Linked DNA regions of Zea mays: regions 1, 3 and 4 are each linked to region 2. Evidence: chromatin contacts called from public Hi-C data. All regions are on one chromosome and are shown on one strand. Each heading gives the region's core, a stretch centred on a gene start, on an enhancer-like site or on the middle of the called end of the contact. The rest is flanking DNA. Distances are from core to core; before and after follow the strand shown.

Region 1 (2,904 bases), core at 210-2,709, 190 kb before region 2:
AATATGCTCGAAATCAAAATGAATGTAAAAGAGGTAGTCCATGCTAAAATACAATTCGACATTCGCACTTCGCAGCAGACATCTAAGCAAGCATATAAGAATGGGTAATACAACGACAACTGAGTGGCATCTAGATTCATATCCCAAGGCGCCGCCATTTCATTTCAATGGAAGTAAATGAATGTCAAGCCAGTGTCAGTGGGGAGTTCCATAGCGTTGTTTCTAATACTGCATATTCTATAGAATAAAATGAAACTTCAATGAAACACATAAAAGTTTCATTATATGCTTTCGTAAACATTCGATTTCATGACTCATATAGAGTTAGTAATTGTGCCAGTTTCATCGTTAGAAACTCAATTATTCTCCCTCTTTTTAAAAAGATTGTCAAATAAAAACAACTTATGTAGCAGCTTATTAAATACAAAAGAAATTTCGATGAAACTCCTAGGACCGACCTCACATGGCCTCACATATTCACGGACAAAGAACAAGAAATTGTCGTTGGCTTACCACTCAAGATGGTGGCACTAGTAAATCATAGAGGGATGCAAAAGCCACATCTAGTGATTCACTACCTACGCGGAAATAGAAGGGGAGGGGGGGAGGATAAAGTGAGGCGGCGGTGGAGGCAGACCTGTGGATCCATGTCGGGGAAGAGGGCAAGTAGATAGTCGACGAGCGCCTCCGGTCGGAGTCCGTCGGAGCCGCCGCGGTGCGAGGGGGAGCGGCGGGACCTCTTGGCCGCCGGCTGGTGGGAGGAGTGAGGGGAGGAAGGAGACGGCGGGAGGAGCTCGTCGGCGAAGATGGAGGAGGACCTCTTGCCACAGACTACCGCAGACATGGTGCCGCCTCCCTCCCGAGCCGCCGCCGCAGCCGCCTCGTCACGCCGCCGCAACCGATCCCCGCCGCCGACGCCGTCGCCCTATTCCCCGCCGTCGCGGGACATGAGGCAGACGCTTGTCCCCCTCCGCACGCGATCCACGGCTGGCGTCGAGCCCCGGTCCCCCCAACGTCCGGCCTCCTTGCCCTGTGTCGCCGCCGCGCCCGAGCCGCCTGATTGGTTTGGTCCGGGTCCTGACGGGTGACGGGCGAGATGATGGGTTGGGTCGTGCTCGCAAGGGGGTAGGGTTACGGTTACCTCGCACTTTATTTCTCTTCTTCTCCCCTCTCGTTAACGTTGGATTTTTTACGTATTCCCGTGCGTCCTTTTTCGTCGGTGCAACGTGAGCGCGTCCACACCGCAGCTTTTGCTGTGCGCTGTTTGGCCGACAGGTGGCCCCGAATTTGACTCTCTGCATGGTTTGCTCCAAGAGTCACACTAGAAAAAACGACCTCATCTTCCTGGTAGCGACCACGCTCTGTTGTGCCACCATTGTGGATATACCGTGACATACGAAATAAAAGAATTTGAGGCCCCATTTAGATTTGGAGATATAGACCCATGAATTTAATAAATATATAATTGGCACTTGAACCGTCCACTCCAGCTAGAGATTCACCAGCTGCGAGCCAGAAAAATCTGTACACGTAGGTGACGCACATCTCCATCAGTCCACCAAGCCCAATTGCGAGCTTCTGCATAGCTCAGCAAGCTTTGACTGCCCTCGCCAGTGTAATGCAATGTGGCAACCCCACTAAGATCACTGAGGTCATGTTTGGTTCCTTTAGTCAGGTTTAATCACTAAAATATCATATTTGGTTTCAGTAACTAAAACTGTTTAAAGAGTATTAATTAGTGTGAATAATAACTGCATTACCTCTATCAGAGGGTGACAACAGCAAGGACAATAAAGAGAGAGGGTAAAAGGTAAAAATCCTACTTTAGTCACTTTTAGTCACTTATTTGGTGACTAGATGACTAAACTTTAGTCACCTACTTTCAGTCACCCTGTTTGCTTCTTTAGAGACTAAAAATAACTAAAGTTTAGTTGCCCTGAACCAAACGGGCCTAAATATACTATCCTCCGATATTTCCATGTGTAAATAAACAACCGTACAGCAGCAACGCACGCTTCTCCAGGATCTTCTTCCCTCATGGCCGGAAACTTTTATCCTGATGCTGCCCTGGCACTATATAGGTATGCTCATCATATAATTTTGGTCAAGCCGCGTAAGTTTGAAACCTAAATCACAGGAATATACATAGGTGTTCTCATCTGTCTAACAACCAGTTAAGGACTGTCTTTTTGGGAAGAACCTCGCCACTACCTTCTTTCTCTGGCTTCACGGCAGTATTTACAGCGTTGCGGATGACAGCATTAAGACGCAGCCTCAGCTGCGCGTTGTCAATAAGTAGATCAGAAAGTATTTTCGTTGCATCTTCATCTGTAACTTTTGCATCTTCCCAGCTCATAGTTAATGACGATATGCTATCAGAATTGTCGCCATCATCAGAAGAGCCTTGTTCATCATCTCGTGCTAAAAGTTGAGCCTGGAGAGACCAGTGCAGAGCATAGATTACAGATATCGAAATTTAAAAGTAGTAGAATTAATAGAAAGTATATTTAAAACTGTGGAGTGTACATCCATGGAAATTGCATTCCAGTGTGAACAATATTCTTCCTCTATGAATCAAAAGAAACAAGTTTACAATAACATTTATAGTTTACCTCAGCAATGAGTAAGCGTACTCTATTGTCTGATGTTGCTAGAAGATCTAATGCATCAGGCAAGGACGAAGGATCAATAGTAAAATTGCCTTGTTCTTCTGCTAGAAATTTAGCACTACATTCCAGTAGACGCTCATGCAGCAGTCGACACTCATGAAGAAATTTCACTCGGCATAACTTTGCACGTGCTGACCTCTGTTTATCTCTAATAATAACTCTCTGAAACAAAAACAAATAAAAATCATGAAAATAAACTGATTGCATAGATTCGAACTACGGAATACAGACATTT
Region 2 (2,915 bases), core at 48-2,547:
AACAAGGTTCAGAACCAACACCCCACGAGCTGTTTTTTTTAAAAAAAAAATACACAAATTGGCTAGTACGAAACTGAAATGAGATTTGTGCCTTTCACTCTTTGAACTGAATAACCATTAAAGCAGCCATCAGAGATGAAACTGAGATTAATCAATAATATAATATGTTCCCCAAGTTTCTTTCCATATCCTAGTTATCAAGTGAGGGGCATTCACAACCACTGTCCATGTGGTTTGTTGAATGATTAGTAACTGGCTCATCTAAAGATGTATTTTTTTTACTAAGTTTACTGGAAGATATCTCTTGCTTTTTTACTGTTATTGTACTAAGCAAAAAATAGTGTGCAAGAACATGGAATCAATGTTGATTTAGACTTGATAATAACTTGTACTGGACATCACATTTTTATCAGTGTACAATCCGAGTTGCGAAAGTAACATATAACCAACAAGAGCGTGAGTGCCATGCTAGAAAACAAAATTGATGCGACACTGTGTTTGGGATAATTACCTCAGCAAAGAATTTAGAGTGTTTGGAGGGCCACTCCTCTTCGGAATTAACAACGGATCTGCAGCCTTGTGAAGAAATTATTTCCTAGAAACCGATTGGTGAACTCACATAATCACAACGTACGTATAAAACGGTAAAATATCACCTGCCTCTTATAATTCGTCACAGGAATGCCTTTGATATATATCGCGCCTGCCATCCCTGCAGTCCAAAGAATGCTCTTATAACCCCTCACCTATTTAGTATTAGACCAGCGCAAAGTAGCAGAATCCATGCGATTGCTAAGCATAATTAAACATAGATAACAGCTATAATTTTCGACCAAATGCATAGCAGTATAAGACAAAGGTGCCCTTTCTAACTACCAATTTTCTGAATAACAACAATACACTGGGTAGGCAGCCAAGCACTAGCGGAGCACCGAAGCTATAGTAGTACTAGTACCAAATAATGGTTAAGGTTAAGTCTAGGCCACGTAGTAAGTGGTACGGCGCGGACTGACCGAACTGGAAGGACGGGAAGGGCGGCGCGTCGAGCTGGAGCCAGAGGTTCTTGCCCCTCCGGCGCGCGGCGACGATGGTCCGGCCGACCATGGCCCGCTCGAAGGCCGCGCGGCCGGCGGCGGCAACGACCACCTTGGCGTCGTCCGCCACGGCGCAGCGCGCGATGCGCCTCCCCACGCAGTGCGCCTGCAGCGCCCGACGCGCCGCCTCCACCTCCGGCAGCTCCGGCATCGCCGCGCGTTTAACTTCCCTCTCCCCGTTCCTCTCGCTCACTCGTCGTCAGCCGTCAGGTGAGTGGTGACTGGTGAGAGCCTCCCTTCCGTGTTTCTTCTCCCCTCCTGGTCCAGTGTGAGCCCATGTATGTGTTCCGCGCAGCACGGCCCATGTTCTTTGTGGCCTGATACTCTCATGAAATAACAAACAAGAACTAGGACTGTAAAATCTGGTAAAAATACATCATGTTCGTTGTGGTAGCTGCTAGGAGCCTAGGACTGTCCGCAATGACCGGATTATGGAGGAGGTCCCGGCCTATATTATTCGTCGCAGTTGCAAAAAAAAAAAAAACTTCATTATCTATTATAAAGGCAGGTCTTTGAATGCAGTAGGAAGTTTTGCTGTCAACAACAACACAAAATGCTTTGGCCTCTATGGGTTTTGCAGGATACTATGTTGTATAGCCACCTGAAAAAAAAAAGATCCGCTGTGAATACTATGTGAATATGTGATGGAGAAGTGAGAACGAAGATTGGTCCCAGTATGGACGGCATTTGACTCCACACAAACAGAAGCATAATTGTTGTTTTTAGAGTGCGCAAAACATATAAAACTGTTGTTGGAGTATGAAAAAAATATAAAGCATTTCTACATAAATTATTCTTCGACTAATAATTTATATAGCGAGTAAGTAATGATTTAGATAGTGAGAGCCATTTGGGGGCCACGGCCTGGGCCAGGGCCAGCATTGATACCGGAAAAGCTTGCAGAGCTGTTGGCCTGCCGCGCGCGGGCAGCTCACTGCTCACACGACTCGGGGGGGCCCGACCGTCCCGGAGGTGGCAGGAACGACTCGCGGTCACGCCATGAATGGGTTGGCAATCGGCACTCGGCAGCGCCGTCCCGGATGCCGACGGCGACGACGCCGGCCGGCAGTATAATGGCCGGCCGATTGGACCGACTGCCAGCCGGGCATGACAACTGCGAGCTGCACGGAATGAGAGGTCAGTCAGAGCCAGGTCCGTTGGGTTGTTGGACGGGTCGGCCGCCCATTTATGAGACGAGCCCGGCCGGTGAGAGTCGCTCCACCTGTACTGTACCTGTGCTACCGGTCTCGACGTCGCGTCTAGGCTACTCCGCCTGACCTGAAAGCAACCGGATGCTGCACGGATCGGAGTAGCCCATCCGCTCGCGTTATCGTCGATGGCAACACAGACAGATCGACGCGAAACCTCCGTTTTGATTTTTTTTTTTAAAAAAGAACTTTTGGATTTGCATTTTCAAACCGATCGAAAGAATGTATTAATCAATCATTACTCGATGAGCTTCGTCTATGTACAAATTGACAAGGAATCTGTGACTGACGCCAATCAACTCTCTGTCATTAACGATGAATCTCGCACACTTGCTGCTGCTGCTGTAAGGAAAAGGTGTAAACAAAAAAAAATATGGTTTAGTTTCTTCTTTCCCAATCATCATATCGTATCGATCACTGGACGGACACCCGCAAATATAATGTCGTCGCGGGCAAGCATCCGGCCGGCGCGCCCGTACTGTCTGAGCACCTAACTGGCCGGGCAGCCCATCTCGTCGCGAGCCCTGAGGAACACGATGGCGGCGCCGTAGTGCGCGAGCGCGCCGGCGATGACGAGCGCGTGGAAGATCTGGTGGCTGTGGCCGGCGAGGTC
Region 3 (2,700 bases), core at 49-2,548, 170 kb before region 2:
AATAATATATACGATATTGTAATGTTTGTTCGACATCAGTTGATTTTATTTGAGTTGACATATTTATAATAATATTATATATTTATATTGTCACACAGATTTTACATATCATATTGATATTTGTTATTTCATATCTATGTTTTACACTATTTTTTAACTTCTGTGGCAAGTATGAATAATTGAAAGATTAATATATGCCTGATTGGATGCCGTTGCAACGCACGGGCACCTACCTAGTGTTTTATATAAGGTGTATCTGAAGCACTCCGTTGGTGGAATTGTCCGTCCAAAAGGCAAAGCGTTTCATATAAAGATCTAGCTCCAAAGTTCTGCATCCCCAATACCATCACAGTACAAGGTATTGGTAGCACTAGCTTCCTACGACCAAATCCTTCAGCAGCATGCAACCAACATAGTTTTGCATCTCTTTACAGAGTCCACGGTCTGGCAGCGCATTCAAAATTTAAAATAACAACTACCCGCAGTAGGTTTACCCAGAATCCTACACAATTCCCCCAAAAGCGCACTAGCAAAATCCTCACCTCTTCTCGTAGAGGAGCGCAGAGACAAGGCTGGCAAAGGTCTCAGGCTTCATGTCCCTCTCCTCGCGCAGCTGATACAGCTTGTGCCTGAAGACCAACCGCTGGTACCTGCGGAGGGACCTAAAACCCTAAGCAGCTGAACCGAAGAGAACAGGCCGTGGGGGCGGGCGGGGAGAATTCGGCAACTGCGACTCACAGCGTCTGGGCGTCGGTGGCGAGCCCTGAGAGGCCGATGTAGAGCTTGTCGTGGATCTTGAACACCCTCTGGAAGTCTGTCGCGATGGTCTGAAGCTGCACGCCGAGCCGCCGGTCGCTGGCAATCGCGAAGCAGTTCTTCCCCACCATCGCCACCACGGCGGACCCATTGTACTCGAAGATCTGCAATGGGCAGGGGGCGAAACTGTAAGGAATTCGAGATCCGGGGCGAGAAGGAGGGACGACACGGGAGGCGAGGGGGGGGGGGGGGGGGGGGGGGGGGGGGTACTCACTGACATAGCCGGAGCTGCGGCAGTGCGGCGACGGCTATTTCGCGGAGAAGGGCTCGGGTGGATGCGTCGTCGTCGACGATCGGAGGGGAAGTAGCGACTACGACGGTTGTGGGCTTTGATGGAGGCCGGGTTGGGCTTCTTGGTGAGCAAGAAGGTCCAGCGATGCCACGCCGGAGCCGCGTCCAGTCCCGGCTTGTTTGGTTCTGCGTCGAACAAAATGAGGGTCTCTTTGGTTAGAGGTAGCACGAGGGAAATTGGAGGCCCTCTAATCCTCATTAATTTATATCTAAACCCTTCCTATTTAATGTTAACTAGAAAGTAATTTAATCTTCTCTAATTCATATAATTCATCTTTAAACGAACGGGCTTTTTATGGGGCGGTTTGTTTCAGTTTATTGTACATTTTGTACGTCAGTTTTTAGACTATTCAAAAGTAAAAAGGCTTTCGAAAACCAAGAATTAAAAGCTCGTTAGGATAAACTTTTAGACTTTTAGTTTATAGAAGTTGTTTGGATTTTAGAAAGTTCAAAAACCAGTGGTTTAAACTCTAAAAGCGGCCACAAGCTGAAATACATAGGTCCGATGTGCAACCTCAGGACTGTAGTGCTAACTTATCGTCTCACAAAGTTCAACCTTAAAATTTGATTGGAGTTTTCATATCTACCTAACTACGTGGTACATATGTTCGTAAGTTTGCAACTAAAAATGTCAAACGTGGCATATGTTCCCTTCAGCTTGCAGACAGCAGCTGCGACATCTTTCTTAAAAAAATTGTACAGGTGGTAATTTTAATATTATGAGTAATTGCTTTACAAATGGACGTTGTATATGTGATAATTTTAATACTATGAATAATTTTAATATCGTTCTGCAGACATGTCGTGTTGGAGTTGGAGCCATGGAGGCCGCGTTGGACCCCAAACCGCGTCGTCCTCTTCGCCCTGATCAAAATGGAAAACCTCGTCATCTCGTCACAACAGAGATCTCCATTTCATCTCCTTTGTCGCCCCCACGAGTCTTCAGAAATCGCCCTCGCGATCTTCTCTTAATCTCCTGTCACACCCGAATTTAAGGAATAAAGCCTGGTACGTCTTATATATGCGCCAAGTAAGAACAACACATATAATAAAAGAGCGTATAGAGATAAATATCATAAATATCATAAATTCACTTGTTACATAGCGTAAGTTTTACAAAATAAATGATAAATATAAAACGAACTAAATATTATTTCTCTGGCGCCACAGAGCTGACCGGAAGACGCCACCTAGATCAAGTCGAACTTCTCGTTGTGCGGCTCCTTTTCGACCACATGCTCTTCACCTGTAGAGGGTTTATATATCGCAAGAGTGAACTCACAAAAGATCATATCTCAACAAGTTGTGAGAAATAATGTGCATGAACTCACTAAAGGTGAGAGTTCATGCGAAGTGTAAGGCTAATCAACAAAATAAAGATTGAAGCAGAGCATTGCTTTTTATAAGTTGGTCAAAATTTTATTATCACTTACTAAATATAAATAAATACCAAACCTTAGTAATAATAAATCAAAGTAATAATAAATAATCTCAATGCGATGCAAATGATAAATTGAATTTAATTCCATAAATTAATCATGTGATGGCCTGAGCTGCTCATGACCGTGAGCACGGCTGATATGCCAGTTTTAC
Region 4 (2,791 bases), core at 117-2,616, 150 kb before region 2:
TATTAAGAGAACCAGTTTCGCAAACGAAACCACAACTAAAATGGTTGATACTGATTAGTATTTTAATCAACCATATGTGCTAGTATATGTTAAAGGAGCCCTGTAAGCAGCAGGGAAACATGTAGGCAGGTTATGAACTTAAGAATAATAACAAATTGACACTGCTAATTCTGTACAGAATCATGAGTTTTTGACTTACAACAGTGCGAAGTGGTTGGCACATCGTCGAAAAAATGGTTGATGCTGATTAGTATTTTGATCCCCTACACGAACCACCTAACAGAAGTGATGATGGTAATATTACAGCTATTACTTCCTATGATACCCATTTCCCGTTCACAGCAAATTGGCAAAGCAGATAGTTCAGAACGAACGGAGATCAGAACTATGACCATTCTTATTTTGTTTTGACCTGGGTTGACCATTCCATTAGCAATTGAGACGATTTGAACAAAGAAAACGACAACCTCATCACCGCCCCCTTTCTGAATTAGAGATATTAATAGCGATCGTTCCTGCAATTAGCAACAGCTGAGGCGTCCTTACCGAATTAGCGTGTTGGGGATTTCAACCCGCACAAACTCCTCAGGGCCCGAATTAACGAGATCCGATATCAAACCACCGGAATAACCTCCTCATGGCCCGAATTAACGCGATCCAAGGTTAAACCAATATAATAACCTAGACAGAGAACAAACTAAAACGTCAAAGCCCTGACGCAAGCATCACACTGCAAGTCAATTGTCCGAGAAAAAAACACACCCTTAATTGGTAAACCCTGAGGCTTCAAGCCTCCAAGCCCAAGTGTACTCCTACCTCGCAAGCTTTCGCCTCCAGCGGGACCTAGAAATTGAAGAGTCCAAACCAACCCATCAGAAGGTAACGAATCTTACCGGAACGGAGTCGGGTGGCCTCTGCCCCGCGTCGCCATCCTGCTCCGCCATGGAATAGCTTGTTCGTGTGCAGGACCTGCAGCCGCGCCTTCACCTCGTTCCAGGCGCTCGGCGGCCACCGGACCAGCCACCTGCGGGGCCGCCACGGCCTCGAGCTCGGCGTCGGCGCCAGGGCGCTCAGGCAGCAGCACAAGCATCATCAGCAGGCCGGCGACGGCGTCGGCGGCGGCGGAGGCGGAGGAGGAGACAGGGAGCCGCAGGCGCAGCACGAGTGCCACGTCTGCGGGCTCGGCTTCGAGATGGGGCAGGCGCTGGGCGGCCACATGAGGCGGCACCGCGAGGAGACGACGACGGGCGCCGCCGATGCCTGGGTCTGGCGCGCCGCCGACGCGCTGCAGCGGGCCCGCGGGGGCGCCGCCGACCCGCCCGTCTTGCTCGAGCTCTTCGCCTAGCTAGCTAGATTCGTGCGAGCGGGACGATGGAGGAAGGAGGGCGAGGCCGTTGATGGGCGGCGACTGTCACGGCGGGGCATCGCGTGCGAGACCGGGGAGGAGGGGGGCGGCCGCGCCAGAGCGCCCACGGCGGGGCATCGCGGCGTACGTCCGGCCCGCGGCTCCGAGCGCTGTCGGCTGGTCCCCGGCGGTGACGGAGGGCAGCACGGGTGCCTCGCCCCAGCCGACGGCGCCGCTGCGGAGATCGACGCGCACGACGACGTTGGAGAGCGCGGCGAGGCGCGAGGACGCGATGGTGAAGGGCGCGACAAGCGGGACGCGAAGCGGGCGCGCGCCGGTCGCCGACACGTCCACGGAGAAGGTCTCCTTGAGCGCGTCGAAGCCGAACGAGCCCACGCGGGAGGGCGAGGACGGGGACGGCAAGACGGCGCAGAGGCGGGTGGTGGCGGTGGCGGGCTGTTGGCGGTGGATCGGCCTCGTGCCCTCGTGGGCGACGCCGCCGAAGGGTGGGGGCGGGGTGGTTGCCAAAGGCTGGGACGGGGGAGGGGAGGGGGCGGAGCACGGTCGGATCTCGTTGGATGAAGCGAACGGTCCAGATTTACCGATGGCAGAACAAAAAAAGGCAGGCTACTCTTAGAGCCTTAATAAGTAGTATAGATTGCGTTTATAAATAACCATATAGCTGTTAGAACTATTAAGGAGCATTATTGTTTGTATATGCCTAAAACAGTATACAAGCTAAAACAGTACACAACTCTCTAAACCCACTCTTATGGAGGTTATAGACTTGCAGTATTGTAATTGAACCTGATAACGCCATAGATGGAAATTTCTCTAGGTAGCATCTTGACAAATTGGCTTTTTGAAAAGCACTTGTCATAGTCATAGTATTATATTTGAGAGTTATGGCTGCGAGGACTGAAGGAAACAGGTGACGCCTAAGAGGGGGGTGAATTAGGACTTTCTAAAACTTTCTCTAAACTAGGCCACAGATAAATCCCTAGAGCAAAACCTATGCAAATAATCAAACTATAATGTGCAAACTAGGTTTTGTCTAAGTGTTGCTATCTCTACCGCAATGGCTAAGTTTTAATCTACATTATATAAGTACGAATACAATATTGAAACTTAAATGCTTAATGTAAATGCGGAAATTTAAAGAGCAAAGTAGAGAAGCAAACTCTCGTGGATGGCGCCGGTATTTTTACCGAGGTATCCAAAACCGCGCAAGGTCCCGACTAATCCTCGTTGGTGCCCCTACGCAAAGGGAAGCCCACGCGAGGGCCAAGCACCTCGGTCAAGTAACTCCGTAGAGAGCCGCGTGCCTTCTCCACGCGCAAGTGGTGCTGAGAACACCTAGAGGGGGGGGGGTGAATAGGTGATCCTGTAAAACTTGAAACTTAATTCCACAAAACTTGATTAGATGTTAGCACAATAAAGCCAAGT

What was found. A called contact is a pair of places that touch in the nucleus more often than the background predicts.
Region 1: a Hi-C map of leaf shows a contact between it and region 2, with 3 times the contacts expected there. The contact joins the promoter of LOC100282879 here to the promoter of LOC100273102 in region 2. A contact is called at or near these places in 8 of 25 Hi-C or Micro-C datasets (ear, endosperm, leaf and 1 more).
Region 3: a Hi-C map of ear shows a contact between it and region 2, with 4 times the contacts expected there. The contact joins the promoter of LOC100382784 here to the promoter of LOC100273102 in region 2. A contact is called at or near these places in 9 of 25 Hi-C or Micro-C datasets (ear, endosperm, leaf and 2 more).
Region 4: a contact with region 2 is called in a Hi-C map of ear, with 4 times the contacts expected there. The contact joins the promoter of LOC100274062 here to the promoter of LOC100273102 in region 2. A contact is called at or near these places in 3 of 25 Hi-C or Micro-C datasets (bundle sheath, ear and tassel).

Annotation. Positions count from the first base shown.
Region 1 is chr6:107,003,899-107,006,802 of Zm-B73-REFERENCE-NAM-5.0, reverse strand. LOC100282879 reads right to left here and starts at 1,459. Exons shown (of 5, transcript XM_034059372.2): 1 at 638-1,459. The coding sequence starts at 844. It overlaps LOC103629709 (PX domain-containing protein EREL1), which reads right to left. Exons shown (of 10, transcript XM_008650820.3): 9 at 2,613-2,831; 10 at 1,787-2,434. The coding sequence ends at 2,156.
Region 2 is chr6:106,814,457-106,817,371 of Zm-B73-REFERENCE-NAM-5.0, reverse strand. It overlaps LOC100273102, which reads right to left and starts at 1,297. Exons shown (of 10, transcript NM_001147551.1): 1 at 1,014-1,297; 2 at 661-712; 3 at 512-569. The coding sequence starts at 1,245. LOC103629707 (heptahelical transmembrane protein 1) reads right to left here. Exons shown (of 4, transcript NM_001346971.1): 4 at 2,505-2,915. The coding sequence ends at 2,793.
Region 3 is chr6:106,981,488-106,984,187 of Zm-B73-REFERENCE-NAM-5.0, reverse strand. LOC100382784 reads right to left here and starts at 1,298. Exons shown (of 7, transcript XM_008650819.2): 1 at 1,031-1,298; 2 at 739-920; 3 at 543-650. The coding sequence starts at 1,036. It overlaps LOC111589528 (a long non-coding RNA gene), which reads right to left. Exons shown (of 2, transcript XR_002748569.1): 2 at 2,159-2,353. It overlaps LOC118472222 (a long non-coding RNA gene), which reads left to right. Exons shown (of 2, transcript XR_004850238.1): 2 at 1-631.
Region 4 is chr6:106,965,072-106,967,862 of Zm-B73-REFERENCE-NAM-5.0, reverse strand. It overlaps LOC100274062, which reads right to left and starts at 1,366. Exons shown (of 14, transcript NM_001148441.1): 1 at 894-1,366; 2 at 547-681. LOC103631267 (zinc finger protein ZAT5) reads left to right here. Exons shown (of 2, transcript XM_008652213.4): 2 at 904-1,805. The coding sequence ends at 1,345.